Linked DNA regions of Mus musculus: all the other regions are linked to region 2. A link is a contact called in public ChIA-PET and HiChIP or PLAC-seq data. All regions are on one chromosome and are shown on one strand. The core of a region is the stretch at or near the end of the contact, and the rest is flanking DNA. Distances in the headings are between cores, read along the strand shown.

Region 1 (5,696 bases), core at 1,220-3,719, 680 kb after region 2:
TCTTCACAATGAGACATTCGTTGCTAAGGAAGGGCAGCCAGGTGGAGAGCTGAAAGCTGCACCTGGGCCGATAGCTGGGTAGCATTGCTGAGCCACTAGTGTTTAAAGGTACCTTCTCAATGGCCCAGAGACACAGCTGCCTACGACGCCACCCCTGGTCGTCCTTTCCTGATAGCAATTACCCTTTTTGCACCTAAAGTAGACCCAGGAGTTCTTCTGAGAGCCGCCACTGGCAGGAAGTGACCGAGCTGTGAGCCACCAGCTTCACTGTGTGACGCGCTTTGTGACAAGCTGCCAGGGCCAGGAGCTGTAGCAGCTGCGCTTGAACTTGTGGCTGGCTGCAGTCCCTTGGAAAGGGAAGGGGCACATCTGGAAGGCGGGTCTGAGTGCCCCATGAAGCTCAGGGTGAGATTCCTTCCCTGTGTGGAGAGGTTGCAGGGAACACCTGCCCTGGGAGCAGGTGGTCCCCTATGCTGGGCCCCTGGGCTATTGCTTGGGTTAGCAAGACGTGCTTCAGCTGAGTCTGACTCACTCTCGTTCCTGGAACCGTCTGAAGGCGGGAGAGGATGCTGTGGGTAGGCTCCAACTGTATCATCTGGGCTGGGGCCGGTAGCAGATGGTCCTTATTTTAAAAAAAAAAAAAAAAGACATACTTCCATGTGGGCTTAAAATAGCACAGTTTTCACCACCGGCCGAATGGGGAAATGTACGAGCTAGTTGTTCACATGGGAGTGGGCACTGTGGGCTTATAAGCAGGAATGAGGGGGTCTAGGCATCAGATGTGGCCAAAAGAGACCATGGTGACCACCCCATGCCTGCCTTTACTTTGTCAGCTGGCTTACCAACCCAAGCAAAGCCTGTAGCAATTTCAAAACCTCAGGATCCTTCCAATTGCCTCAGTGAGCCTTGGAGAAGCCACAGACCTGATACACAAGGCTGAACACGGGGACAGCAGCACTTCCTACTGGCCTCTCATAGGCAGCTGGGGAAACCCCTTCTTCATGCAGCAAGTCGGGAAGATATGGATATCCAACGAGGGGTCTGAAGGTAATGTTGGTCCTGAGCTGATCTCTGTACTTGAGCCTAGAGAAATGTGGAAGCCAGCCTCTGGTTCTGCCCCAGAGAAGCTCTCACATCTGTCCCTCACAGTCTGTGTCTGTGGCAGGTTACTTCCTCTTTGAACCTCAGTTTCCTTATCTGTCAGATGGAGCAAACATGGGGACCTGCCATGGGAGAACCCCAGCTCATGCAGGTACCCTCCACAGGGAACATGGCATGGCCTGTCTCTCTCTAAGGGACAAGAAAGCCCTTGGCCTTTCCTGTCTCTGCTCACACTTAAATCTCACTATGTTTTGGCAGGTAGAAATGTCAGCTCTAAGATCCTGGGCCCCATGCTACCCTCCCTGAGATGCTGCTATGTGAATGTGGAGGGAAAGAAACAGAAGTTACTGCATCTTACTCCATCCTAAGAAAGGCTACAGTGGGCAGCCCTGATTCCCTCCTGCTGTCCAGAACCTGAGAGCCCAGTAAATTGGAGCCTAGGCCACTGTGGCCTTTGAAAGACAGACAGAAGACTTCCAGACACGCAGCAAAGATAAGAAAGCTGCAAGGATGCCAGAGGCCTCCCAACATCCAATCCAGACAGAGCCTTGTCTGAGGTAGAGGTTTCCAATGAGTGAGCCCCAGGAAATCTTAAGTCTTGGGGATATGGCATACTAGCAGAGGGGCAACAATCAGCTCCAGGGAGTAAAGAAATTAAAAGCAGCCCTTGTTGTAGCTTGTGCCAATTTGTATGGTATAATCACTCCTGCCTTGGCTAATGTCATCACTGAAGGCAAATTCAGGACCAGCAAAGCATAGTCAACTGTCCTGAGCAGCAACATCTCACACTCAAAGCATATGAGAACAGATGGCTCTTCCCATAAGATTCTTGCTACCTGCCCAGAGGACCAAGAACAAACAGTGGCATGTCTCGGCTGGAAGACAGAGGAGCAGAAGGGTTGTTGAGTGTTACAGGTTGGCTAGGAAAAGTCCCACACCGGCTTGTGTGTTTGAACACTTGCTCTCCAGCTCATGGTGCTCTCTGGGAAGTTTCTGGAACCTTTTAAAGGTGAGGCTGTGGTGATTTAAAGAATAGTCCCCTTGGGCTCCTATTTTGAATACTTGGTAGAACTGTTTGGGGAGGATTGGGAGGTGTGGCCTTGTTGGAGAAGATGTATCACTGGGGGTGGACTTTGAGGTTCTAAAAGACTCCCAGTGTTCTTCCTCTACCTCGTGGTTGTGGATCAAAATGTGAGCTGATCTTCCCTCCTCCATCACTCATTGTAGTCCTCTGAAACCATAAGCCAAAATAAATGTTTTCTTCTAGAAGTAGACTTGGTCATGACGTTTTATCAAAGCAACAGAAAAGTAACTAAAACAAGGGCCTACATGGGGGAAGTGGATCTCTGGGGAGGCAGGCCTTGAGGTTTACAGTCCTGCCCAACTTCCTGCCCCCTCTCCACTTCGTGGTCCACATAGAGATAAGCATATAGCTGTGTGTTCCTGCTAGCTTGCTTTCTCTATCATGACAAACTATACCTTCAAAATTTCATCCCAAATAAATCCTTTCTCCCTTAAGTTGCCTCTTGTCAAGTACTGGTCATAATAACCAGAAAAGGAGCTACGACACAGGGATAAATGAGAGGTTAAGGGACAGGCTCTTGGGCTGGGCACTAGTTAGCTGTGTCTAGGTAGATCTCCAGTCTGTTGACCTGTGTGGCTTTGGGTACTTTGGCCTCTACAAAAACAGAGAAGATTAGCATCTAGCTTATTATATGGATAAATGTGATGGTTAGTGGTGATTAACAATTGATTGGGTTGAAAGATACCTGGGAAATTAATAAAATATATTTCTAGGTGTGTCTATGAGGGAATTTCCAGGATTTCCAGGGAGGCCTAACTGAAAACAGAAAGCCTTTCTTGAATGAGGGTAGCATTGTTCAGTAGGCTGTGGACCCAGCATCATCCTGTGGGTCCAGCTGGCATTGGGGAGGGTCCAGCATCATCCTGCTGATTCCCTGTGCTTCCTTCAGAGTATGGGTGCTGTGTGACTGCTCATTTGTGTGGCAAATTAACACCTGGCTCTCCCACTGGGCAAGGAGTCCACAAGGCATAGTTGACAGGTATTTTTAACAAGGTTACTCTTTGCCATGAGATACTGTGAACTACAAAATGTCCCCAGCTTTTACCAACTGGTTGCTAGGAGTGTTCCGAGTCATTGAGATAAGAATCCATGCCCTTGGTCAATTCCATTTCATCCTAAGAGCTGGCATAGCCTATAAAGAGACCCCTCATTCTAGGTACTGGAATCCATGAGTACAGGAGTTCGACCTTGGTTTGTTCAACCCATCTCTAGCCAGTGGGATCTCAGAACAAAAAGTAGATTCTAAGAAATGCATGCTGGTAGATGAATCTGCAGCCCCTACTTACAGGCTGCTAAGCAAGCTATTCTGACTTCAGGATGAGACCTATAGGAATCTGACAAGTAGGGCCTTAGGAACACAAGATTCCAAAAACGTCCTATCTTCCCAGGGCTCAACTGGGCAGGACCCAAAAGCCAGCCCTCCTATCACTTCACCTTCCCTAGCATCCCAGAGCCCAGGAGATGATGTAGCTGCTTCTTCTGCCTTGTAGCAGGAGGTAGAACTGCTCTCTCTCTCTCTCTCTCTCTCTCTCTCTCTCTCTCTCTCTCTCTCTCTCTCTCTCTCTCTCTCTGTTAGAATCCTTGTACTCCCTGTCTACTGCCAATCTTTTGAAGGCCTGACCAGTGAACTACTATTCAGTGAGAAGCAAGCTGGGAAGCAGGAGCCAATCACAGACAAGCAAGTGAGCACAGCTGTGGGGATGTAGAAGCCACTCAATGTTCCAGGGCAATGTAGAAATTCTTAATTCAAACCCTTTCCTCGGGCTTCTAGTTCTCTCTGTCCATCACACTGTTGAGTGTCTGTCCAATCATCCAAATGCTGGCCACTTGAGGATCCACAAGGAGCATCTGGCTCTGTGTTCGTTCCACTTAGTCAACAAGCACATCACCAACACTCACATGTGTCATGCTGTTTGCTCCAGAATTGACATCCATACTCCCCTGTGTTGGCCTCGCTGTATCACTGTCTAGCTATTCCATCCAACTTGACAAGATGGCTTTGCACTTGACAGTGCTAGGCCCTGTTCCCACAGTGTCCAACAGGTCTCCCATGTCCAACTCTGATCCTAATGAGCTCACAGCAGATGCTGTCCCTTGTCATCATCTTGTTGATAAACTTGTTTTATTTAACTGAGCCCCTTAGTCTGTGTTGGGTATTCTTCAGAGTCTTCTAGCCACTGTGCAGAGTCAAGGAGAAAAGACCACGAATGTGAGACCTTCAGAGAACAAGTCAGTGTTGTGCATGGAGAATCTGGGTATGAAGTGCAGAAGGCTGTGTTAGATGTGGTAGTGATAACAATGGCAAATCTTAGTGCTATAAAACCCCAAGCAATTTCTATGAACTCTCTCATTGGAACTGCACAGAGATACTATTCCTAGTTCCACTTTGCAGAGGACAGGATTGAGGCACATATGAATTAAACCTGCTTGAGGCCATGTGGCTTACAAATGGAAAAGCCAACATTTGAACCCATCCGGTCCAATTTTAAGTCAATACACTGAAATAGCAAAGACAGCTCAGGTGTGTCGGTTATCTGTAGCTGTGTAACAAATATCCCCAAATGCAGCAGGCTACTACAAGAAGATCTCCTTGTTCCAGGAATCTGGAAGTAGTCAGCTGGACTCTCTAGCTTGTGTGTGTGTGTGTATGTGTGTGTGTATGTGTGTGTGTCTGTGTGTGTGTCTGTGTGTGTCTGTGTGCGTGTGTGTGTGTGTGTGTGTGTGTGTGTGTGTGTGTGTTGTACACATGTTTGATCCTGCATGTGAAGGTCAAGGGCTGACCTCAGGTATCATTTATCAGGAGCTGTTCTCCTTGTTTCTCCAGACAAGATCTCTCTCTGAGACTTGAAGCTCACCTATTACAGTAATCTGGCTGGCATGTGAGCCCCAGGAGCTTTCCCTGTCCCCAGCTCTCTCCCAAGCACCGGGATTCCAAGCACACACCACCACACTTGACTTTGTGTTGGTGCTAGGGATTGAGTTCCCACTCCAAGCTTGCAAGGCAAGTACTTCACCATCTTAGTGTCTCCTCAACCCTCTGTCATGTCTTCTTAGGTAAGAATAATGGGTTCAAAGTGAGCTAAGCTCAGACAGTCCCTCCCCTGCTCTTCCCACAAGCTAAGGGCTGAAGAAGATGCAGGCTCCTTTTGTTGTTGTATTTTCTGTTTGTTTGTTTATTTGTTTGTTTGTTTTTTGTCTGTCTGTTTGTATGTTGTGTTTCATTTGGTTGAGTTTGAGAGCTTTATGCTTATTTTGATATGGGACATACCATCTGACTTCATACTCACAATGATCCTGCCTCAGCCTCCTTTGTGCTGAGATCACAGCTATGCCACACCATGCCTTCAACCAAGCAATGGTGGTACATGCCTTTAATCCCAGAACTCAGGAGAAAGAGGCAAGCAGATCTCTATGAGTTCAAAACCAGCCTGATCTACAGAGCCAGTTCCAAGACAGCCAAGGCTACATCAAGAAAACCTTGTCTCACACCACACCCCGCAGAAGGCACTTA
Region 2 (5,623 bases), core at 3,075-5,574:
AAAGGCAGACTTATGGATTGACAGCTAATCATGGTACAGTAAATTTTATACCTTGAAATGTTTTGAAAGATGCAAAGGTATGCTCTAAAAGTTATTCATCTTTAGAACAACTAGAGAGGGACAGATAAATCTAAAACACTGTGGTACTTAGTGGCTTTAAATCATTTCATTCTAAAATAGATCTGAAAAAAAATAATCATTCTTAGTCTAGTATACCCCCAAAGGCCTCCAAAATAATACAGGCTCCTGTCAGGTTTGTTTTCGTTGCCCACTAGACTAGAGAATACGGTCCCATTGTTGAAGACATCATATAGCTGGAACTGAGCTGACAGCATCATCTTGCTGCCTGCCTTTCAGCATGCTGGAATGTGTTATGAAGGCTTCTGGAGGGGAAGAGGCCTCAACTATGGTACTCAGTTGTAAACTCTTCAAGCCAGGAAACCAACCTGCCAGACAAGATGCACCCACCTTTGTAATGGTGTCATGGCTGTTGTGTGGTAACCAGCTACTTTCTAGATAGATTTGAATCCCATTCCATCAGAGGGGGAGCTCAGTCCTGGTACTATAGGCCTGGTTAACAGTTCATGCCTGAGGAGGTTGCAGGCCCAGGTGAGTAAATTATAATTCTCGTGTGTCTAAGTTGACGTAGCTTCAAATTACTACATAAGTTTTCATGTTTTGGCCTAAATGTTCAAGTGACTCGCGTATCTTTACTGATAGAAGCCTCTTTTTGCAGTGAAGGGCAGCGAATTCAGATACCCATGGCTGCCAAAGGTGCTGGTAATTAATATCAGCTAAGGTCTAGCCCTAAACAAAATGCTTATGATGCCACTCTAAGGCTCAGAAAACTTATGGAAGGGGACAGAAAGTATGAAAGAGTGAGAAAATGTGATGATAGGCTGCAAAAGTCCATCTTCTAGACTGGACACAACCACATTGCAATTGTGAACTCAGAACAACCTCAGTTACCCACACTGGGCTATTATGATACCTGTCAACAATCAGCCACAGAAGTTGAAGAGCACACGAGTCCCACCACTTAGTGATGAACTATTGGCCATGGTAGATTCTAGGAGAGGTGAAGCTGTTATCTTCAGTTGTCTACCCATTTCTGAGCCCTCCAGGCTCCAGTAGATAATGCCAAACATGTGATCACACAGGTAGATAATCCTGGTTAAACTCAGTGGATCACAAAGCAAAACTAGTAGACATGAATGGGATTTGTAATAAGGAGGGGAATGTGCAAGCAGAGTAAAGAGATGGGCAAGGTTAGGAATGAGGGTGATTTGAATGCAGGGTGTATGTATATGAAAGTGTAAAAGAACAAATTTAATTAATAGTACAAATTTTGAGAAAAACAAATTTTTCCTTATATACTACATTTTTGAATATTTTATAAAATAAGAGCAATAAAGGTTTTCCGAATAATCAAAAATGTGTTTATAAGGCAATGGAGATAGGGGTTAGAGAGATGGCTCAGTGCTTAAGAGCACTCACTGGTTTGGCAGAAGACCCAGGATCACTTCCTAGGACCCACATAGTTCGTGGCTCACAGTTGCCTATAACCATAGTTCCAGGGATCCCATTGCCTTTGTCTGGCCTCCTTGGGTCCCTGCACACACATGATGCACATACAGTCATGAGCAATGGCTATGTCTTTTTCACACACACACACAAATAATAAGCTAATAAGTAAATCTTCAGAAGAGAGTGTTGATATAGAAGAAAACCTGGCCTTTTCCTTTGGAGTTTTAGAGAGAGAAGGAATAAATAGGAGGAGGCACACCAGAGAAGGTCAAAAAATAATGGCTTGGCTATAGTTTACTTCCTTCTGTAAGCTGGTACTTGGATGACTTTCCTGTTTGGCCCAAGCCTCTCCGTGTGCATCTGTGGTGAGAGGTGGGAGAGGACTGTTATTCATTGGAACCAGGAAAGACAAATTCACCTTCTCATGTTTCAGAGTAAAATGGAAAAGATCAAGATCTATATAAAATATATGATATAAAATATATCAGCTACTTATATACTCCGTATAAACAGGTCAGAAGATAGCAATGTCAAATCTCCAACAGTGGAAATAAAATATATAACTGACCAAAAAAGTAAGAATAGAAAAACCTGTCTCTAAATGACCAAAATAGAAGGTGTTCAATCCCATGAGAAATATAGTCAGCAAGATGGCATCTTCTCTTCCTAGAATGTGCGGACACTGTGGCGCATTTCCTCTCATCGTCTCTGCAGGTAGATAAGTGAGGCATCTGCACACAGGACTTCGAGTTGCCAGTGTGCAAATCAGCTTCACATGCACTGAGGCTATTGGCCAAGAAATATTCCAAGTACTGATAGTCCCTGAAGGGGGAATTCAAACTCTACCCTGTGATTGCCATTTGTGTGAGACAAGACTCAAATTTAGACCAATGGAGAAAGAGTTAACTGAGTGTTGGCCCATCTGTTGATCTACTTAGCTGTGTATTAGAAATATTGCTGACAATAACCACAGAATGGAGACACATCAAATCGTTTGGTGAAGTTAACACTGACTCATGGGCCAAAGATAGTTCAAAGACTGTATTTGTCTACGTCTTTGAATTTTTTATACTAAGCAAGTCTTGCTTTTATGAACTGAAAAACAATCAGACTTAGGAATGACATGAACTGCTTCAGAGGAGAGCATGCAAGGTTTGGTCTAGAAAGACCCAGAACAGTGTTGTTCTGAGTCTCTGTCACCTGTTGGGCGATGTTGGTCTTCTGCAGTATGCATTCTTATATCTCTTAAACAGCGCAGGTATTTACAGGGGTGCAGTGAAGACTGGAATTTAACGTTTCTCATGCATAACTCAAGCTCATTTTCATCACCCACAATCCATCTAAATGGTACCCAGCAATGTGATAGAAGACCCGAGTAAATTCTTGTTCAGCTTCATTAACTCCATGAGAAAGCCTCTATGTGTATCCCCCACCTGGTGTGGGTCAAGTCAATAGAAGGCTGCCCAGCCTTTTGAACAAAGATATGCTCCCGTGTGCACTCTTGGGATTCTCCCATGCATCTGTTAGAAAGGATGGGGAGTATAAGTCTGCCAAAAACCTCACCATCTACAGTACCAACCTGAGTTACTCAGAAAAAAATTTAAAGTGGATAGTGTTTGTAAGCTCACCCCCACCTGGAGTCCCCCGGGGGCACTGAGTTGGAGAAGTGGGGCTGAGCTGTAAGAGCAAGACTGAGAATCATGGCAGCCCCTCTGACTGCATACCACACAGCGACTCCCCAGGATGCAAAGGCAGCAACCAAACAGCACAAATTGGAAAGAGGAAAAAAAGTGTGAAATCTGCTCTGGGCCATCAGAGGAGGCTGATGTAATCCGGGTTGACTCCAGGGACAGTAATGGTGCCAGCTATGGAGGCCACATGGCTTCTAATGAGGCCAGGCCCAGTTGCAGCTCAGAAGAGTGGGTGAGCAAGCCAAATCTCACCCAAGGACAGAAGCAGCCCTGACAGCTGGTGAGTGAATTAACTTCAGGCAAACCAAGTGGACCCAGGTGGTGGGACATTTCGAATCTTTCCCTTCTGGTGGAAACAGAACAAAACATTGCATGGAACACAGCCACCATGGCCTTTTTTAAAATTTTTCCTTTGATTTCTTCTGACAGATTTCTTGGAGGAGGGGGCAAATAAGAGGGAATAGCTCTAAGACCCACCCGGACAGACATCAGTGACATGGCAGTGCTAAAGGTTGCTTAGAAAGGGCTATTTGAGAGATGGAGCATCCCTACTGAGTGAGATCAAGGCAGTGTCCAACATGGTTGAAGGACACCTTGTCAGATGACTTAACTCTTGAGGAGAAGGACCGCCATGGATGGTAATCAGTGCTCCTAAATTGCTGACCCCAGGCATTTGCACAGACGACTTTTTTCCCCTCCATTTTCATAACTAAATGGCTGTCTTCCCTCCCTGAGCTTCTCACCCTAGAAGTGCCCTGCAGGGGCTGCCATTCTTAAGTTGGGTAGACACCTACTTCCTACAGAATTCAGCCAATAGGCTGAGCCTGGTAGTTTGAAAGCCATCCTGCCACCTGGTGGTTGTATCCCTAAATTGCAAGGGCAGGTCTCTAAAGACGTGAATTTATAAAATAAAAAACATTAAACCATTTTGACAAATGTCAGAGAGACATGAGCATTTCAAAAGGATGGGCAAAATAAAAAATAAGCATATGTTGTGAAAGAAAATAGCCTCACTGATGAGAAAGAGACCAAATCAAACGTGAGTGGGCAGACAGGAAACACAGAAAGCGAACACAGCACTGGGTGTGGGCAAGAGACACCCAGCCCCCCTGATTCTGGTTATTCCAGGAAGATCTGTCACATTGCCGAGGCTGAGGTTAGCATGGTTCCTACACAGCCTGAGGAGGCAAAAGGTTATGACAGCATTTTGGGCCTCTGCATGATAGATAGTACAGAGACCTCTTTATTAGAATGTCAGTACGCCTAGTTTCCTTTTATTTCTTTATCTCACATTTATTTGTTTATCTTTTTTTTCTGTCACCAGTTGTGCCCTGTGTTTAGATCACAGACTGCACATGCAAGTCAAAGTCACCAGGGAGAGGCAAAAGAAAACTAAGTGAGAAAATGCCCAGAGAATCCAGAGCAGCAACAGAGCAAGCCTAAGCTTCGATGAGAACAGGGATAGCCCAGCTCACTTCCAGGGCAGGTCTCACAGGAAGCAGCATCTTACCAACAGTGTCTTGATGGCGGCAAGGGGAGGGGAGGAATAACAGGATGGAACAGGAACATGGTGAGAAAGTGGGATGAGACATCGATTGTTAAAGCAGAGAGAATATAAAATAAAGGGAGTTAGAGCAGGGCAAACAGCAAAATAGAGTGGTGTACGCTTTTAGTGCCTGCATTTGTCAGGCAGAGGCAGGAGAAACTCTGAGTTTGACGAAAGCTTGGTGTCCATCACAAGTTTCAGAATGGGAAGAGTAAGCACTTAAAACTCCAGACTCCGGAAGGGGAGGCAAGTAGGCTGACCACTGGAGGTCACTGGTCGGCCATCCTAGTCTACTTGGCAGGCTGTGAGAGACCCTGTCCCAAAACAGTCAGGGGTCAGGAATTAGAGGACACTTGATAAAGGACACAACTCACTCACATGAAAACACATGCACACGTACACACATGAGAAGGGGTCCATCCTTGAAAATGCCAGAAAGAAAATATTTCACGTAGAGAGGGGGCTGAGGCCTGCAAAGGCTCACAGTAACCAAAGGACACAGGGACTTTGAAGTTCACCCTGACAAATCTGGAATCTCACTGGAGAATTTTAAACAAGAGAGCATCAGCTACCTGGAACACACAGATAACGACTGTAAAGATCACTCCTGGGGCCCTGAGAATTTCAGAGGCTCTGACTGTAAAACCCAGAGAGGCCTTCTGAAAAGCCACTGTGGCTCTTCAGGAGGAAGGCATCTCCAGAGCTCTTCAATGCCAGGCATCTACCATTGGTTTGGGGCATTTAGCTAACATATGCAGGTCATGTGAGGGGTTCCCATGGTACACACAAATGCTGGTGAAAACCTGAAGTTGACTTTCTGACTTCCTGGTGACCATTTTAGCACCATCACAATGAAAAG
Region 3 (5,783 bases), core at 1,002-3,501, 530 kb after region 2:
GATAAGACTTCCAGAAAGTTATGACCTCAGATGCCCATAGAATCTGCACTTGCACTAAAAATGGTATCAAACTCAAGATCCCATGACAGTCCACTGAAATTTACCTTAGTAGGCCCAGTCACTGTTCTCTAAGACTCAAGGGCCGTTAGACTGGACCCATCTGTCAGACAAGTGACCACTGAAGGAGCAAGTTAGTGCAGGTGGGCCATGCCCCTGAAGGTGAGGAGACCGTGGACATGGGACAAATAGCTCCCAGCCTAAGGGACATCAAAACCTCCCTGGAAGTTACAGCTGCAGAAAATCAAGACATTTGTGTATTTGGGGGGAGGGGTGGGGAGAGAGAGGCCTATCATCACAGGTGGAGATGAGAAATCACTCTGACAGGGACGTAAAAGTTAACCCGCCTAAACCCCAGCTATCATGAATAGCAGGAACCATATCTTATATTCTAAATCCAGTGACTGCTTTCCCATACCTCCACAAAGGAAGTTTATGTTTGGGTCCAGAGCTAGATAAACCAAAAGTCCCTTTGAAGCCAGGTCTTGATGGTACAACTTTTGTTAGCAATCAGTAGGTATCACTGAAACCTGTCTTGAGCAGTCTATTGCTGTTGCTGAAGAAAATGGCTTCCATATATGTCCCCCATATATGAGCCCATACCATCCTGAAAGTTTTTTTAAGATTTATTTATTTTCACCAGGCAATGGTGGCACATGCCTTTAATCCCAGCACTTGGGAGGCAGAGACAGGCAGATTTCTGAGTTCAAGGCCAGCCTGGTCTACAGAGTGAGTTCCGGGACAGCCAGGGCTATACAGAGAAAGCCTGTCTTGAAAAAACAAAAAAACAAACAAACAAAAAGATTTATTTATTTTTATTTATGTGTATGTGTCTATGTGTATAGATGCTATGTGCTTGCAAATGCCAGTGGAGGCTGGAAACAGGCATGGATCCCTGGAACCGGAATCATGGGCACTTATGAGCTGTGGCATATGGGCACTGGGAACTGAACTCTCTGGAAAGGTAGCAAGCACTCTTAACCACTGAGCCATGCCTCCAGCCCCAAAGTATTCATATTATAACTCAGACATCCCCATGGACACTGACTATAACCTAATTAAAAAATGGAAAGACTCATAGATAGAGTCTGAAAATGGTAACAGGCAGGTAACAGGACTGTTATATGCCTACCTTGGAAGGAAAATCATTACTGCTCCTGACAAACTGTATGTCTCCGTGTCCATGAGTACCCTGCTTTGCCTGACTGCCAGGAACCCCATCGCCAAACAAGATGGGAAATCACACTGAAATTATCACCCTCTGGTTTTTTTGCCACCTACTTCCTTCTTTATTCCCTTAAGTTTCTATTTCTGTTTCATCTTTGTTAAGAGTTAGTGAGTAACAGTTATTGTTTGGGCTGGCTTGTTGATTTTCTATTTTTGTGGCTATCACATATTCCCATGTCTGTTGGTCAGCTTCATTCTCTTAAACAATTACGTAATGGATTCCAATGCTTCAAATGGAATCCCTTTTAACCTGGAGTTTGTTTTGGAGAAGTGAATGCATTCCTCCTGTGTAGTGGTGATGGAAGGGCTGCCTTGAAACCCTGATGTCCCTTCTGCCCTCTGGCTGAAGTCCTGTGGCTACCAAGTGGCCACTGCATCCCCTCGAGGCAAGAAGTCAGAAGAAATCCTGAGCTAGGGTACAACCTCCTGCATATGAGGAAAATAATTTTGTTGTAAAAATGAAGAGGAGAGGAGGAATACAGGCAAAGAGGAAAACCTTGGTTGAGAGAAATTACTACTATGTAGCAGATAGAATGGCAAATGTCCCTGGGCTAATTCTGAGATTCAGTAACAAGGTCCTCAGCTGCACAGTGGTGGAGCCCCTCTCCTTCCCTTGAGAACAAACGGGCTGTACCCTTCCGTTCTCTAGCTGAGACCCAGGTCCTTCTCCAGAATCATGTGCCTGGAGACTCAGAGAAGATAGCTCTCATTACCACATCCCTTGCTAGGGTCAGGGGAGCCATTAGCTCAGGCTGCGGAGTGCTCCCCTTCTAGAGCAAGCTGCCCTGCAGGCAGGAATACAAAGGAAGCCCAAATGCTCCTTCCCTGGGCTCAAATGCACAGCACCAGTGCTGGAAGAACCACAACTAGCACACACCTCATTTCACAGGTCAGGGACAGGAGCCCAGACCAGGACAGAAGAGTCCATGGGCTCCCAACACCCACTCATGGCTCCCCCTGCTGTGCACGCCACTGCAGTTACTCTATTCAAAACTCAAGGTGACAGGGTGCTATTTTTCAGAGTGATCCCAGGAAGATATTACCACAATCTTCAGAGAGTTTCCTGTCTCTCTTCACCCCAAATTTACCATGTGTGAAAAAGCTACATGTTCCAATCTGTTTAGAAACAAAAAAACAAAACAAAACAAAAAACCAAAAGAACCACAGCCAAGCCAGAGTTCTGCTCCTGAGAAGTTAGCTACAATAATTAAGATGGCTACTTCTGCTGTGTTCTGAGGAAGATGTTTCTTCTTCTCTCATAAGGAGAAATCAAAGAGTCCAGGTTCTTTGTGTTCACCTTGCCCTCTGTCTTGCTGAAAACTTTCAATTTCTTTGCAAACAAAAAACAAAAACAAAACAAAAACAAAAAACAAAACAAAACAAAAAGGCAGCTCAGACTCTCCATTTTATTTGCCAAAAGGATGAAAACAAGGAAGGAGATGGGCTGTCCTGGATCCTCTTTTGTACTGGACCCAGCCACCTTGGACTTGATTCACACTGCAGGAGGAGCTCAGGCACCAATTACTGGCTGTGCCAAGGAGTAAACTTCTGCTCCCCTACCCATGAAATAAACATAGTGATCTATACTTCAGAGCTTAGTCAAGCCGAACGGTGCAGACCAGCCACAGGCATGAGAATCACAAGTTCAAGGTTTCCATGGGGCTCCAGACTGAGCTCAAGGCCTGAGTAACTTAGCAGGACACTGTAGCAACCTGAAATAAAGGGAAAGCGCTCACCATACAAACGTGAGATCTAGGGTTCCGATCCCCTGCTTCAGCATATCGTCAGGTAAGTGAGGTGCCCCACCTGTAATCCTGGCACTTAGAAGGCTAAGGTGGAATCTGAAGAGCAGACTAGCTTGCTACATGAGCCTTGTGTTAAAAGCTTTATGTTCAACCAAGAGACCCTGGCTTAGTGAATAAGCTGGAAAGTCAGAGGAGGACTCAGTCTGGGGCCCTCTCATGTTCTCATACACACATGCAAAATGTGTATACACACCATATATTCAACAGACCCAAACAAAACATACAATTTTTAATTTAAAAGTAAATTAAAGGGTTGGGCTTCAGTCCAGTGGTAGAATGTGTGGTATGCACAAGGGCCTGTGTTCAATCTTCAACAACAACAACAAAAAAATTTAAAGCTAAATGAAAAGACTTGACATCCAGGATTCATGGAATACATCTTCAGACCTCTACCACTCTGAGCACACTGTAGGTCCTCCCTCAGCTCATTCTTCAGACCTCTACCACTCTGAGCACACTGCAGGTCCTCCCTCAGCTCATTCTTCAGACCTCTACCACTCTGAGCACACTGCAGGTCCTCCCTCAGCTCATTCTTCAGACCTTTACCACTCTGAGCACACTGCAGGTCCTCCCTCAGCTCATTCTTCAGACCTCTACCACTCTGAGCACACTGCAGGTCCTCCCTCAGCTCATTCTTCAGACCTCTACCACTCTGAGCACACTGCAGGTCCTCCCTCAGCTCATTCTTCAGACCTCTACCACTCTGAGCACACTGCAGGTCCTCCCTCAGCTCATTCTTCAGACCTCTACCACTCTGAGCACACTGCAGGTCCTCCCTCAGCTCATTCTTCAGACCTCTACCACTCTGAGCACACTGTAGGTCCTCCCTCAGCTCATGCTAACTCCTCCTCTTTCCTGTCTCTGCTCATTAGGAAAAGAATGCCTCATGAACTGCCTGGCCTACCTGCTCCCAAGCAAGCCACATGGAATTACCATGTCTTCTCAGGCATAAATATACATCAGATGCCTGGCATAGCACCATTAGCATAATGAATATTCTAACATTGAAGCTAGAACCAAACATTAATCTTTGGGGAATACTAATTGCCAAGAATATGATTGCCAACCTAGAGTGGGCAGAAGGGATTGAACTTATGAAACTAAGGATCCATGGTGCCCTTTAAGACCCAAGCAGAAGTCTGTCACAGCCCCAAAATCTAGCCATGTGCACACATGCACACATACCTACCCACTATCCCTTCTCTAGCTCCATTAACTTATTTTTATCATGTCACTGGTAGAAATGAACTATAATTTAGTTGGTGTCACTGTGGGAGGACTTTGAAGGACCAGAAGAAGCCTGGGGGCTTTTGCATGCTGATATATATATATACGTGTGTGTGTGTGTGTGTGTGTGTGTCTGTGTGTGTCTGTGTGTGTGTGTACGTACATAAACATATATATAGCCATTGCATTGTATCTGGAACATGTAGAAAGGTCAAGCTGAGCAATTGTAACTAAGATCTAACTCTTTTTTTTTTTTTTTTGTCGTGGTGGGGGTGGGAGAGGCAATAAGTTCTCTATGTATCTTAGGTTGGCCTTGAACTTGTGGCAGTCTTCCTGCCAAGCTCATAGAGGGTCATGACCAGGAAGTTGAGATTCAAATTCTGCTTCAGCAGATGCCACAAACTGCCCATTAAACAAAGCATTTCTGGCATTCAACAATGCACTTGGTATCATTTCTTAGGTTTCTGGCAAAAGGTGGTGGGAACAGGTTCTGCTGGCTAAGTAAGGGACTGGGAAGTGTGGATAAAGAGCTTTTTGTCACACAAGAATAACATTTGTCCGGGACACTGCCCAGATGCAGATTTGGATTGGTGACTCAGCTCGGAACCAAGGAGCCACAGTTTATACTTAAGGAAGAGGTGTGACCTTGACCTTGACCTCAGAATTAGTGTCAACTCCCAAGCTGCCTTTACAATTCCTTGTAAATGGGACAGGGTAAACAAGATACAAAAGTAAAGAGGACCCAAGCAGGGCTCCAGAAGAGAGTCACTCCACTGTCTGGCTTTTGAGAAAAACCTTGGAAACTAACTCAAAACAGATGTATGTGACTAGAAGTCCCAGGCCCTCCTCCTGTTCATCCCCAAAGCAACCAATGCCAGACAGCTTAAGATGCCAGCATGGCACTCTACCCTGATGCTCTGCAGGAACAAACCCAGAAGGCTCGGAGATCAAGGCCACTGTAGTGGCCTCTGTCAGCCAACCCTTCCCCTGCAATGATTTCTTAAAGAGGCTAAGAAGGGAGCCTGGAGTATAGAGAGGCAGAAAGCAGGTCCTGGAGCTGCACACAGCATTTTAGGACCTTTGCTTTAAGATAAATAAAGCCAGGAAAGGCATCAACCAGACAGACTTGGGGGTCCGTGGGTTCACACTGGCTCAAGCGTGGAAAATGGATGGGAGGTAAGAAAACAGAAGACAGAAAGACAAAGTAGGCAATTTGGCTAGGAAACCCAAGCAAGAGGCAATTCAAGAGGCCCAAAGGATGTGAAATTGATTAGACTTGTTGATGGATTAGAACTTGAAGGAAAGACAGCCATGAGGGAAATTCCCAGGTATTGGCTTGGCAGCTGACTAATAGAAAAGTCCTATAAAGATCAATCTGAAAGGCTGACACAAGTGCAGAAGTCCTCTAAGACAAACTCCTTACTCTGTGCAGTCCATGTCAAGATGACAAAGTGACAATCCAAACCT
Region 4 (6,005 bases), core at 1,991-4,490, 600 kb after region 2:
CCTCAGCCTTGCACAGCGAACACTTTCCCACGTGACCCACCCCCCAGCTCACATTTTCCACATGTGCGTGAGTTTTAAAATTATTATTGATTACATTTTCAAAGCATATCATTTTTTTTAAGTGCTGAGCCAAGTTCTGGCCACATAGGAGTGGGGGTGTGACTCCTTCCCGAAGCTCAGGATCCAATGCTCATGGTTCTAACCAAGGCGAGACACCACAGACACACAGCGGAGTCCCCTGTGGACTCATTGGAACCACTGATAGCTGGTGTCTTCCCCGGAGGGAGATGTTATTTGAGGCATAGTCTGAGCATCCGGAAGCTTTTACGTCTCCCAGGTGATTCGGCTGCCATGCCTGGGAATCACTGCTCTATGATATTAGACGTCTTCCTTCCAATCTGGCATCTATTTTAAATGAGCCAACCCTGACTACCCTAGTCACACCGCTGGCCTCATTTTATAGGTAGAAAATGCCTTCCATTTTCACAGACAAACGTGACTCCCCCAAAACAAATCCCCTTTATTGTCTTAAATGTGTGTGCTGGTCAGCAAGCCAGCTCCTGGCAGTCCTTTTTCATTTTAAAAATTGTTGTATGGATTTGGGTGTGGGCTGTGGGGTCATGTGCCATGGTTCGAATGTCAAAGTCAGAGACCACCTTTATGGAGTTGGGTCCTTCTATTTCCACGTGGGTTCCAGGGATAGAACTCAGGTCACCAGAGCTGCATGGCAAGCACTTTGCCTGCTGAGCCCTATTGGCTGCCCCTACGTCCAAGTCTGTTGCTCCATGATCTTCCCCACCTCACTGACCATCTTCCTGGTAGCAATGACGTCACCTGTTACTCAGTCTTTGTTCGTTGAGTCAGATAGTGGCCACTCACTTTCTGCATACGATGCCAGTGCTGGGACATGATAGAAAACTAGCGTTGCTCTCCTAACCTAACACCCAGGGAGGTTTCAGTATGAAACCTTATTGATGCTCCAAAGGAGTGTATCATGTGAAGACAGAAGCCCTGGGCACCCTTAGACCTCCATCTCCCTCTCCCCATCTTCTCCCTCTCTCCCCCTCCCTCTACCCTTACCCCTCCCTCTCTGATTCTCTGGGTTCTAGAACTTTTGTTTAACCCATCGGTAACATAGAACATAGCCGACCTCAAGATTAGCTATTCTCCAGACCTGAAGCAAAAGCTTTCTCCGCTCTTCTGCCCAGTCCACCTCCCCACACCATCCTCAACCCCACAGCTGTACAATGCAATAGGCCAAATATCATTCAACCTTACCAAGATCAAGATAAACCCCTCACTGGGCCTGTTACATGGCCTCCTTTATCATGACATGTCCTGTTGTCACCCTTCAGCCCCAGACTGACCCAGAACAAATCAAGTCTCACAGGGAAGGCATGGCAAGCAAGGGATACTGAGGAATTAGAGCTATCACCTATCACAGAGCACTGGCTGCAAGTGTCTGGGCACAATGGGACAGGCTTATAATCCCAGGATTTGGGGGGGGGGAGGGGCAGAGACGGAAGAATCAACAGTTCAAGGTTAGCCTTAGCTGCTTATAAAGTACCAGGCCAGCCTGTGGTTTATGTGAGACTGAGTTTTTAAAAAACAGAAGAGCAACAAGACCAAAACCACAGTGCCAGTGAGTGGAGTGTCAGTATTTTCTACAAGTATTGAGCTGTGGCCAAGTGAACTTCTCCCCTCTCAGCTGTGTTCTTATCTACATAGGGCAAAGCAGCATTTTTTTCCTGCCCCGTTGCTTTGAAGATGGCAGATAGGAGGAGGAAGAGGAGGAAATGCTTACAAGGGATCAAGTCTAATTGTCATGGCATAAACAGCAACTACCCTTAAAAATCTCTCTTTCCGTATCACTGTCAGATACTCCTGAAGCATCGCAAGACTGCCACCTGACCTTCAGAGACTGCCAGCCCTCAGGCTCATACACTGTCAGTGAGGAGACGGAGATGGCCACACAGGTTCTGTGGAGAAGAAGGGGTTAAGAACGGTTGACATTTATAAACCGGAGTCTAGGAAATACAAATGGTTGCTAACAAAAGCCATCTGGGAAGAGTTGAGATGACTCAGCAGGTGCCATTTCCATTTCTAGAAAAACAACGCAGACCACCTCAGTCTCACCTGGACCTAGCCTGTAGCTCAGTTGTAGTGAGTTATAGCTCAAGACAGACGCTACACGGGCCAGGGCTTTGCACAGCCCTCTCCAGTCACCGCCTGGAGTCAACTCGAAGTCCCAAGCCCACTCCTTAGAGCTCTCAGTTCAGAAGAACCTTCAGGGGGCTTCCTGGAAAGGAATTTCAGAAAGGACCTGACCTGAGATGCTTTCAACTGCAGGAGGCATTCCAAGGGCGGGCAGGTGCAGCCTTGTGGGGCTGCGTGCACATTTCCTGCTGGCTGCTTCCCAGCCTGACTTGCCAGCCAGCACCTACATTGGTTAGAGCACTCTGCAAACCTTTGTGCAGCCCTGGCTTCAGCTCAATAGTCCAGAGATTTCCCTTTGAGTCACGCCACCTTCAGATGCTCAGACTGAGCAGACAAACACACAGAGCTTTCTTAATTTTTTCAGTTTTCCTAAGTGCTTAGTGGTAGTTTGATGGCTAACCTAAAATCGCATTGTATATAAAGTTGAAGCAAGAAGTACTGACTAAACCACAGCCCATGCCTTCAGTAGAGCTTTTGCCAGTGCAAGACTTGACGGCTGTCCGGTGCCAATCAAGTTTCCTCCAGACCTCAGTCTCACCACGTCACACTATCTGAAAGCAGCTGGCCATTCCAGTGTGGCTCCACTAAGGAATCCTGGAGCCCACGTTAGCCAATGGCTTCCGCTTGGCTTAGTAGTGACGTAGACTAATAATATCCTCCTTCCCATGGCCTCTCTTTCCCCTTCTTCCCATCTCATTAAAAGAAAGAAAAAGAAAACTTTTAGTAACACATCAATAGCTGGATTAAGATCCACATTGCTTAGCCAAATGACCCAACCATAAGATAAATAGCTAGGAGCCCCCACTTCCATACTGGCTGACACCAGGCTCTGTTCTGAAGAGATTTACAGATTCATTTCTCCCTCACACTGATTCTATGCAGCTGATACTCTTATTCACACACACCCCACTGGACAAAGGAGGAAGGTAAGGCACAGAAAGAATGAAATCGCATGGCACTGACATCCCTGAGGTTTGTGACTCAGGCTCTCCATTCCGTGTGGCACGGTGCCAGGCACAGGCAAGGCGGAAACCATGGTATTCGTTCTTAAGATGCCCAAGGATTGTAATCTGTCTTTATCCAGACCCACTGGGGCTACGACAGAGGAAGCAGGGCACTTCCTTTATGGAAACCGCAGGAGCTAATGGCTTTTATGTCCCCCCAGTGAAGGGGCCCCTGGAGTCCAGAATCATCTTATAAAAATTTCAGGATGAAACCTGTTGAGACCACTATCCTCTGGGCATCAGCTGTGGCATCTGTAGGCCAGTGCCTAAGAAGGAAAGGCCACTGGCTAAAGTCTGGATGTGTCTTGCTGCAAACCATTACCAGTGAGAGGGAACCATCCCCCCCTGCTCCTAACAGGGGCATCGAGGATGCACGGCTCAGTTCTAGAAGTCAAAGCAAGAAACAGCAAGCAGGCTGGTGCCTCTCTGCTGAGGACCTAGAACTTGGCTTCCTGGCTTCTGCACAAGGCAGACACTCTGCCCCATGAACAGAGAGATGTCGGGGCCATTCTGGACTTGACTCTCTCTGCCCCACATCACTGGATCTCTCTGGAGGAACATATGATCTGTTGTGGTTTGAGACTGAGCTGAGTAACCCAGGGGCGTCTAAAGAGTGCGCCTTCTTAGAGCTTGGTCTGCACCTGCTGTCAGGACAAAGAACCGAGATTCAAAGATTTCTGAGCAGGAAATGTCGAAGAATAGTATATCTTGATGAAGGCGACCAAGAATATGAAAACGAAGCGCGTGCTCTGCTCACAGGGGCTCCGGGCCTACACATCTCCAACTCGCCCAGCCTGAAGCTCTTCAAAGGCTTTGAGGCCTGTGCAGGCGGCTGGCAAGTGTAGGGTACCCTCTTCACTCTGCCTTTCACAGGTAACCCACCGCCCACCAGACACCCAGAAAGATGGGAGGATGCTGGCACAGGAAGGCAGCTGTGAGGAGCAGGCCCCTCAGATAGCTCAGTTATCTAAACTTCAACCTGGAAGTTCAAACTCCGGCCCAGTTCCCTTGCTGGCTCCAGAGACTTGGCTTAGAGGTGGGCATTGCGCAAGTTACCTGCCAGGACCAAAAGGGACTCAAAAATCCTAGGGGCTTAGATGCACTGTGGACACTGTCAGGCAGGACTAGAGATGGTGTCCAGCCAAGGACACCTGTTGCCCCGGAATGTATTTGCCAGGCCCTGCATCAGCTGCACGTCCTACTGTGTGATTGTACAACTCAGTGTTGACGGCCTCCAATCTATCCAGAGTGTAGAATGTGGGCTCGGAATTGACAGGACTCTTAGAGCAGGGAACCAGAGTCAACAGCTCTTGGCGCAGTGCTGGCGTCGTGGGGGAGTGGAAGGGTCCACACAGCCAGCTCTTGTCCAGGCACAGCCCTGGCATGCCCTCCAGGCGTGGAAACTGCTCTTGGGCAGGTGGCTGAGGCTCAGAGAGGGAAGGGAATAGGGACATGGGGTTAAGGGACCTTGGTGGAGCATGCAAGGCTGTCTTCTGGCGCACCCACACCTCTGGTGACAGCAGCACCTGCCTTGCAGCTGGGTGCCCTCTTCTCCCCCACCCTTCCCCCAAAAGCCCCAGCGTCCTGCCAGCAGCGCCTGGCTCCACCTACACCCATCCTTCCAAGCAGTGGGACCCAGGACAGGACGCCTGCCTGCCTGCCTGCCGGATGCGGAGGTGGGGACTGGTAGGGGGTGGGGTGAGGGTGAAGGCAGGCCAGGCTGGGAGAGGCTAGGCCCACGGTGCAATCAAACATTCTGAAGAGCATACAGGGTTATACCTGTGATCTAGGTATACAAGGAAGCTTGCAATTTTATTTTTAGAGTATATTCATTCATTTAATTAATTAGCTTACAAATAAGTAACTGGTTCTATGATAGCACTTGCAAACGTACTGTTTTGTGATTGATTCTCGTACCCCTCCCTCCCATTTTCCTGCCCTGTGCTCCAGTGCCCCCCCACACCCTTTTCCTTCCAAGATCCCCCTTACAGTTAATGGTAATTGTGTGCTATTGTCATTCCCAACCCTTCCCTTTAAGCCCCCCTTTCCATCTCAAGGATCTCTTCCAGTTTCCTGCCCTTTATCCACATTTACTCCCACCTCAACACACACACATTTAACAATGAGAAGGGAGGCTTCGGGGTTGGCATAACAGAGAACACAAGGCATTTGTCATTGCGGGCCTGGCTTAAGTTCAGTCCTTTTCGAAAGCAAGAGGATGTGTGGAGAAATAAGCAAGGCCCCGGGGATACATCGCAAGGTAGCAAGGGATAGAGATGTGCCCCCAGTGCACACACAGCTCAGGGTTGAGCAGCCTCTGTACACCACCAGAAGGTAAAATCAAGGTTGGGAAGCTGGGTGGAGAGGCGCCATGGAAGGGAGTGCAGAGCTGGAGGTGTGAATGAGCAGGAGCCTGTGGCTGCATTCTTCAGAGGTTACCTAAGAAAGGCAGGTGCAGCCTGCCTGGTGCTTATCTCCTTGGCTCCCCCTCCTCCCTACCCCCACCCCCACCCCGAAATAGTTACCCCTTATTGCCTGCTGAACTCTATGTAGGAGCCCACTGGGTTTCTCGCCCTTCCTGATTGTTGTTTTTATTAAGTTAGCTTTTTTTGTTTGTTTGTTTATTCCTCCTTATTGCCTCCCTCTACCTGATTACCTCTAGGGCAGCAGCTGGAAAGCCCATTTAAGACTTTGAGCTCTCTGACACACCCCATCCCACTGCCTGCCATCTGAACAGGTCAAATCAACTTTCCAGGTGTTAAATAACATTGAATAATAATTGTG
Region 5 (5,902 bases), core at 398-2,897, 620 kb after region 2:
CTGGAGTGTCTGAAGACAGCTACGGTGTACTTACATATAATAAATAAATAAATCTTTAAAGAAAAGAAGGAGGAGGAAGAGGAGGAAGAGGAGGAAGAGGGAAAGGGGAAGGAGGAGGAGGAGAAGGAGGAGAAGGGGGAGAAGGGGGAGAAGGGGGAGAAGGGGGAGAAGGGGGAGAAGGGGGAGAAGGGGGAGAAGGGGGAGAAGGGGGAGAAGGGGGAGAAGGGGGAGAAGGGGGAGAAGGGGGAGAAGGGGGAGAAGGGGGAGAAGGGGGAGAAGGGGGAGAAGAAGAAGAAGAAGAAGAAGAAGAAGAAGAAGAAGAAGAAGAAGAAGAAGAAGAAGAAGAAGAAGAAGAAGAAGAAGAAGAAGAAGAAGAAGAAGAAGAAGACGACTTCTTGTGTTTTGCAGATTGTATCTTGGATATTCTAAGTTTCTAGGCTAATATCACAGCAAAACCTCTCCTGGGCATATACCCAGAAGATGTTCCAACTGGTAATAAGGACACATGCTCTACTATGCTCATTAAGCAGCCTTATTTATAATAGTCAGAAGCTGGAAAGAACCCAGATGTCCCTCAACAGAGGAATGGATACAGAAAATGTGGTACATTTACACAATGGAGTACTACTCCCCGCTATTAAAAACAATGAATTTGTGAAACTCTTGGGCAAATGGATGGATCTGGAAGATATCATCCTGAGTGAGGTAACCCAATCACAAAAGGACTCACTTGATATGCACTCACTGATAAGTGGGTGGTCCTTTTCTTAACTCCTGGGCTTTGGTATGGGACAAGGGATGGGGATGCCAAGGTGTCAGTTGTCAGATCTCAAGCTCACTCCTCACTCACAGCCCAGAGCCCAAACTCCCCCGTGTCCACGGGTGCCCAAGGGCTGAGGAGAACATCATTTAGTGGCTATAAGAGCTTGTGAGCCACTCATTGCACCATACACTGAGGGGGGGTGGGTAACTCAGCGAGATTGAGAAACCTCAGTTTCTGCTTCCTAAATATCTAATTCTTTATTTAAGATTTGGCCTTGTTGCCAGAAATTAGCAAGTGACAATGTATTTTGACTCTTTAAAGTGTGCTGGGAACACATGAATCTACTTTTCCATAAAAGAGATTACTAATCGATACTTAAATTTATGATGGTCAGAAATGATATATAAGACATTTCCACAATGTTAAGACCTCGAGAGTGAGTGAGAGGCTGGAAGATAGCTCAGTGGGTAAAGCGCTTTCTACACAAGATCCCAGAACCTTCGTAAAAGATGGATGCCACAGCACATCTGACCAAAACGCTCCTACAGAGAGACAAGGGGCAGAGACAGGAGCTCATAAGCCAACCAGCATGTGTAGCAAAAAACCACAGAGACCCTGTCTAAAACAAGCTGGAAGGTCCCTGATATGAGTCACATGACACTGTGAGGGTGAGAGAATAAATTAGAAGTCTAAAGAACCCAACTCGTATAACATTACCTGCCTGATTCTTCCTCTTTAAGGACTTACCCAGCCATCTACCAGCAAGCACAGCTACCAACTACCAAATGCATATATTCTTGGCACGCTGTCTTAGACTGTGCAAGCTCTGTGATGTGGGTAATATTGTTTTTCCCATGCAGATGACTTTTTTATTGTGGTAAGAACTCTCAATATGAGATTGCCCGTGTTAACAGACATGCAAGTATTCAGGAAATTGCTGCTCACTGGAGGCCCAATGTCTATAGCTTATACATTCAGCATCAGGGAAACTTCCTGTCTGTTCCCTTCTCTCTCCACTTCCTGGTATCATTCCATTCACTGAGGCCATGAATGTGGCTACTTCCAAATGCCACAAGTACATGAAATCATATAGTGTTTGTTTTCTATGGCTGGCATATTTTACTTAGTAAATGTCCTCAAGGCTTACCCATTCCTTCTTCTTGAGGGCTAAATAATATTCCATCCTTTGTAGATGCTATGTTTTCTTTACACATCTTTCTGTCAGTGGACATTTATTAGGACTGTTTCTACATCTTTCCTATGTAGGCAGTGTGATTAAACCCATTTAACAGATGAGCTAACTGAGAGTCAGAGAAGTCAGGAAGCCCTCAAATTCAAGTACCCTTGTCAAACCGGGTCTTGACTGACTCCCCACCTTCTCCCTGCCTATGGCTTGTATACCTCAAGCATTAGCAGTCACATAGAGGGAAGTTGCCAGAGTCCCCTTTCTCTCTGTTTTACAGGTAGCCTGCAGATCCTGCCAGGCCTGCCTGCAGGTGCTAAATACGAAGGGAGCCAGGCAAGGCTAAGCCATCCTATTTTAAAGGCCCATTTCTACCATTCCACATTATCCTCCTCCAACCTGCAATGAAAACACACAGGGGAGGGGTGTAAAAGTCTTGTGGTGTGTGGCCTGGCCGGGCATGTTTTATACCCACAGGGTCAGTTTCCTTGGGCTGGCAAGTGCTAAGTAGGCTGCTGGCTTCCAGGGATATCCTAGCCAGAGAGAGTAGAGTGGTGAGAGAGGAAACAGTAGCCAATTAGGACAGTTTTACTGCCTGGAGTCCCAGGAGGGGAATCTGGGCCATCCCCGTGGAGAAGGGATTGGCTGGGAAAAGATTCACGAAAAAGGAGGTGCTGCCATGGTGTTAAGACCAGACTGAAGAAAGAAAGAGACCAGTGACCTTGTTAGGCATCTCTGTGTCTCTGTAGGGATGGGTGGACTAAGGCAGTGTGAGTCACCTGGATGACCCACCAGCAGTTCCTCCTGCCCTGAGACGGGAGAGAAGGGTGTACTTACACGTGGATGCAAGGCAGAGAGTACGCTCTTCACCTCAGCACTAAAACACGAACTGAGGAGCTGGGCGAGGAGCCCTTTGGGATTTGTTCCTTCTGGTTGGGAAATGCACCCAGGAAGGTTAGTTAGGAGGGTTCGAATGAAGAATCTCTTGGGTGAGTGTAACCAAACAGCCTTTGCGGTCCCCCTTCCTTGGGAACTTACCGGACTTAACAGGAAGTCCCCTTTACCCAGACCACTTCCCAGCATCAGAAAGAACAGGACATCCTGTCCCCACAGCTCTGCAAGGTCAAATCAACCAGCGGCATCTCTGTCCCCTTTTCTCACCAGAGGCCAGCGCACGGCCTCCTCATCAACATTCTGCCGGCTGGGCGTCGAAGCTGCGGGAACTGAGAAGTAGGTCACCCCACAGGCTAGGAAGGCTGCTGTGTGGTTTCAGCTAACTGGGTTGCTGGAAAGCCCCCCTGCCCACAGTTATCCCCTGAGTCACCACCTCACAGTGGCGAGGCAGCAGGCTGACTCCGTCTGAGCTCAGCTCGCAAGGCTGTGCTGTGTGGGGCATGGGAGGAGTGAAACCCACCTCTGAAACAAAATCCAATAGTATCACCCTTCAAGAGCCTTCCAGAAACCAGCCTTGGTAGAGGAGCACCCGGGGGCACTGTTGGGGAGGACTCTGCCTTTGTCCTAGATCCCCAGTACTCTGACAGATCTAAGCACTTGGGCCACAGGAGCTGGAAGCAGAAGTGGCCCAAAGGTCTGGGAGGTTTCAGGGGACACAGGTCAGGTGTACAGAGAGAGAAGCCTGGGACCAGAGGACATCAGGGTAAGAGCCACCCGTAGCTAGGTGGCAGTTGTTTAGATCCCTATGCAGAGTCAGAACAAGGGAGGAGGGTAGTGCAGTATTCACCCTCTTTTTCACCTTCTTTGGCCCCGTGTGTTTTTTGTTTGGTTGATTTTGGAGGTTTTGGGTGGGTTTTTTTTTGTTTGCTTGCTTGCTTTTTTTTTTTTTTTTTTTGGTTTTGGTTTTGGTTTTTTGGTTTTGTTTTCATTAATTTATTTATTTACTTTACATCCCAATGGAAGTTTCCCCATCCCCCTCTTCTCTCAGTCCCTCCCTCTCAACGCCCCTCCCCTCACCCTCCCCCCTTTCTCCTTAGAGAAGGGGAGCCTTCCCTTGGATATTATCCCACCTTGATATATCAAGTTCTAATAGGACTCGGTGCATTTTATTCTAGTGGGGCTAGGCAAGGCAGTCCAGTTAGTGGGGAAGGGATCCAAAGGCAGACAACAGAGTCAGTGACAGCCCCTGCTCCTGCTGTTAGGGGTCCCACATGAAGACCAAGTTGCACATCTGTTACATATGTGCAGGGGGCCTAGGTCTGACCTGTGTACGCTCTGTGGTTGGTGATTCAGTCTCAGTGAGCCCCGATAAGGCTCGTGTGTCTTGCTAAGGAGGTGGCATTGTACCTGAAGACACTGGAGCCGGTCTGGGTATTTTCTGGTGGAAAATTATGACCAGATATCTACTTTAGAAAGATGCCTCTGGGGCTGGGCAGTCCATTCAATCAGTAAAGCACTTGCAAGATCCGAATTAGATCTTCATAGCCCATGTAAAAGAAAAGGCATGTGGCATGGCTCCCATTCATAATCCCCATATTGGGTAGACAGAGACAGGCAGATTTCTGGGACTTCCTATCAGTCAACCTAGCCTACTTGGAGAATTCCAAGCCAGTGAGAGACCTTCTTTCAATAAAAAGAAGTAGACAGAACCTAAGAAATGACACTCAAGTTTGTCCACTGCTGGGAACAAGCATCTACAAGTATCAACACACACACACACTAAATATACACAAACACACTCACACACACACACTCATACACACACATCTAAGGAACCCATTAGGAGGAGAGTGACTCAGGACAGAGATTGCTTGGAGGGACACAAACGCACCCAACAGATGACAGTGTGAGGGAAACGGGAGAGGCAGAATGTCTGATGAGCTGAGAATGATTTGGTCTGCACATAATATCTGCTGTGTGTCCCTGGGTACGTGACCTACCTTCATCATCTTGCCCAATCTCTCCAGTTCCCTGATATGGGGCCTGAACTTGTCCACTTGATGGGAAGGGGATGAGACACAAAAGGCATCAGATCCCAGAGCTGGGGAATGCGGATTGAGGGTAACTGCTCCCAGAATCTCTTGCTAACCCCAGCCTGGCACACCCAGCTTCAAGAGTCAGCCAGAAGATCTGGATGGGTGGCATGATTAGACACAGGCAAGGGGTATATCAGAAAGAAAGTCTCGGCAGACATACCCAGAGGAACATTCAAGGCATTGTTACCCTGTAAACTTTCTGTAGTATATTCTAGAATGTTCTACATTTCTATTGCTGTCCAAGAGAATGCCCAAATGCACTCACTATTGCTACGTGTGCTTGAAATATGGCTATTGGGAATTTCAACTTTTATTTTATTATCATTAACTTAAACTTGAGCCATTACCTGTGGTGAGTTGGTGGCCAGGCTAGCCAAGGAAGATCAGTTTTGGAGCCAACACAAACTATGCTTGAAGCACAGAAAGCCCAGCCTAGCCTGGGCCAGAACTGCACAATCAGTGACTTCTGCTTAATGGGTCCAAGTGCCTGCTACTAGCTCTCCACATTTCTTGGGATAACAAAGACCCACAAAGGTAAAGGAACGACCCGTCTTTACCTACAGAAAACCAGGGTATGAACTGGGGAGATGGCTCGATGGGTAAGGTTCTTGCCTTACAAGCATGAGAATCTGAGTTGGATCCCTGAAACTCTCATAAAAATCATCATGGCTCACACTTGTATTCACAGCATTGGAGAGAAACAAGGATGAGACGAGCCACGGAGCCAGCCAGTCTAGCCAAATCAGAAACTATAGGTTCAGTAAGAAACCCTGTCTCAAGAAGTCATGTGGACAGCTCCTGAGGAACGACACCCATAGTTGTCCTCTGCACACAAACACCTCTGCACATGCGCACGTGCACACATGCACACACTCATAGAAAACCAGAACGTAGCACACATATGGAACATACAGCTCCCATTCCTCTCCCAAGTACTACTTCCCCCCAGAATAGGATGAGAGCCCC

What was found. HiChIP or PLAC-seq counts read pairs in DNA pulled down with a chosen protein or histone mark. ChIA-PET counts read pairs in DNA pulled down with a chosen protein or histone mark.
Region 1: an RNA polymerase II ChIA-PET map of memory CD8 T cells shows a contact between it and region 2, with 5 times the contacts expected there. The contact joins two enhancer-like sites. A contact is called at or near these places in 1 of 484 Hi-C or Micro-C datasets (liver) and 2 of 115 datasets of contacts at active chromatin or transcription factors (large pre-B cells and memory CD8 T cells).
Region 3: an RNA polymerase II ChIA-PET map of effector CD8 T cells shows a contact between it and region 2, with 22 read pairs. The contact joins two enhancer-like sites. A contact is called at or near these places in 3 of 115 datasets of contacts at active chromatin or transcription factors (CD8 T cells, effector CD8 T cells and memory CD8 T cells).
Region 4: a CTCF HiChIP or PLAC-seq map of CD8 T cells shows a contact between it and region 2, with 5 read pairs. The contact joins two enhancer-like sites. A contact is called at or near these places in 1 of 15 datasets of contacts at CTCF or cohesin (CD8 T cells) and 2 of 115 datasets of contacts at active chromatin or transcription factors (embryonic stem cells and memory CD8 T cells).
Region 5: an RNA polymerase II ChIA-PET map of effector CD8 T cells shows a contact between it and region 2, with 15 read pairs. The contact joins two enhancer-like sites. A contact is called at or near these places in 4 of 484 Hi-C or Micro-C datasets (all in liver) and 2 of 115 datasets of contacts at active chromatin or transcription factors (effector CD8 T cells and memory CD8 T cells).

The regions. Positions count from the first base shown.
Region 1 is chr12:25,184,179-25,189,874 of GRCm38.p6, reverse strand. The region is part of intron 5 of Gm36287 (a long non-coding RNA gene); the gene reads right to left. It overlaps Gm36496 (a long non-coding RNA gene), which reads left to right. Exons shown (of 3, transcript XR_381348.4): 1 at 1-405; 2 at 834-1,047; 3 at 1,360-2,370. Among named protein-coding and RNA genes, the nearest start is that of Gm36496, 3.8 kb to the left of the region's middle. Within about 2 kb of position 2,469, at least 10 of the 459 cell types and tissues checked have an H3K27ac peak or open chromatin away from gene starts, as enhancers often do. A contact at or near this core is called in memory CD8 T cells, where this site is marked.
Region 2 is chr12:25,863,017-25,868,639 of GRCm38.p6, reverse strand. No RefSeq gene overlaps it. Among named protein-coding and RNA genes, the nearest start is that of Gm29835, 110 kb to the left of the region's middle. Within about 2 kb of position 4,324, at least 27 of the 459 cell types and tissues checked have an H3K27ac peak or open chromatin away from gene starts, as enhancers often do. A contact at or near this core is called in CD8 T cells, effector CD8 T cells and memory CD8 T cells, where this site is marked.
Region 3 is chr12:25,335,464-25,341,246 of GRCm38.p6, reverse strand. No RefSeq gene overlaps it. Among named protein-coding and RNA genes, the nearest start is that of Gm36723, 18 kb to the left of the region's middle. Within about 2 kb of position 2,251, at least 24 of the 459 cell types and tissues checked have an H3K27ac peak or open chromatin away from gene starts, as enhancers often do. A contact at or near this core is called in CD8 T cells and effector CD8 T cells, where this site is marked.
Region 4 is chr12:25,265,741-25,271,745 of GRCm38.p6, reverse strand. No RefSeq gene overlaps it. Among named protein-coding and RNA genes, the nearest start is that of Gm46343, 35 kb to the left of the region's middle. Within about 2 kb of position 3,240, at least 77 of the 459 cell types and tissues checked have an H3K27ac peak or open chromatin away from gene starts, as enhancers often do. A contact at or near this core is called in CD8 T cells and memory CD8 T cells, where this site is marked.
Region 5 is chr12:25,237,591-25,243,492 of GRCm38.p6, reverse strand. No RefSeq gene overlaps it. Among named protein-coding and RNA genes, the nearest start is that of Gm36441, 31 kb to the right of the region's middle. Within about 2 kb of position 1,647, at least 106 of the 459 cell types and tissues checked have an H3K27ac peak or open chromatin away from gene starts, as enhancers often do. A contact at or near this core is called in effector CD8 T cells and memory CD8 T cells, where this site is marked.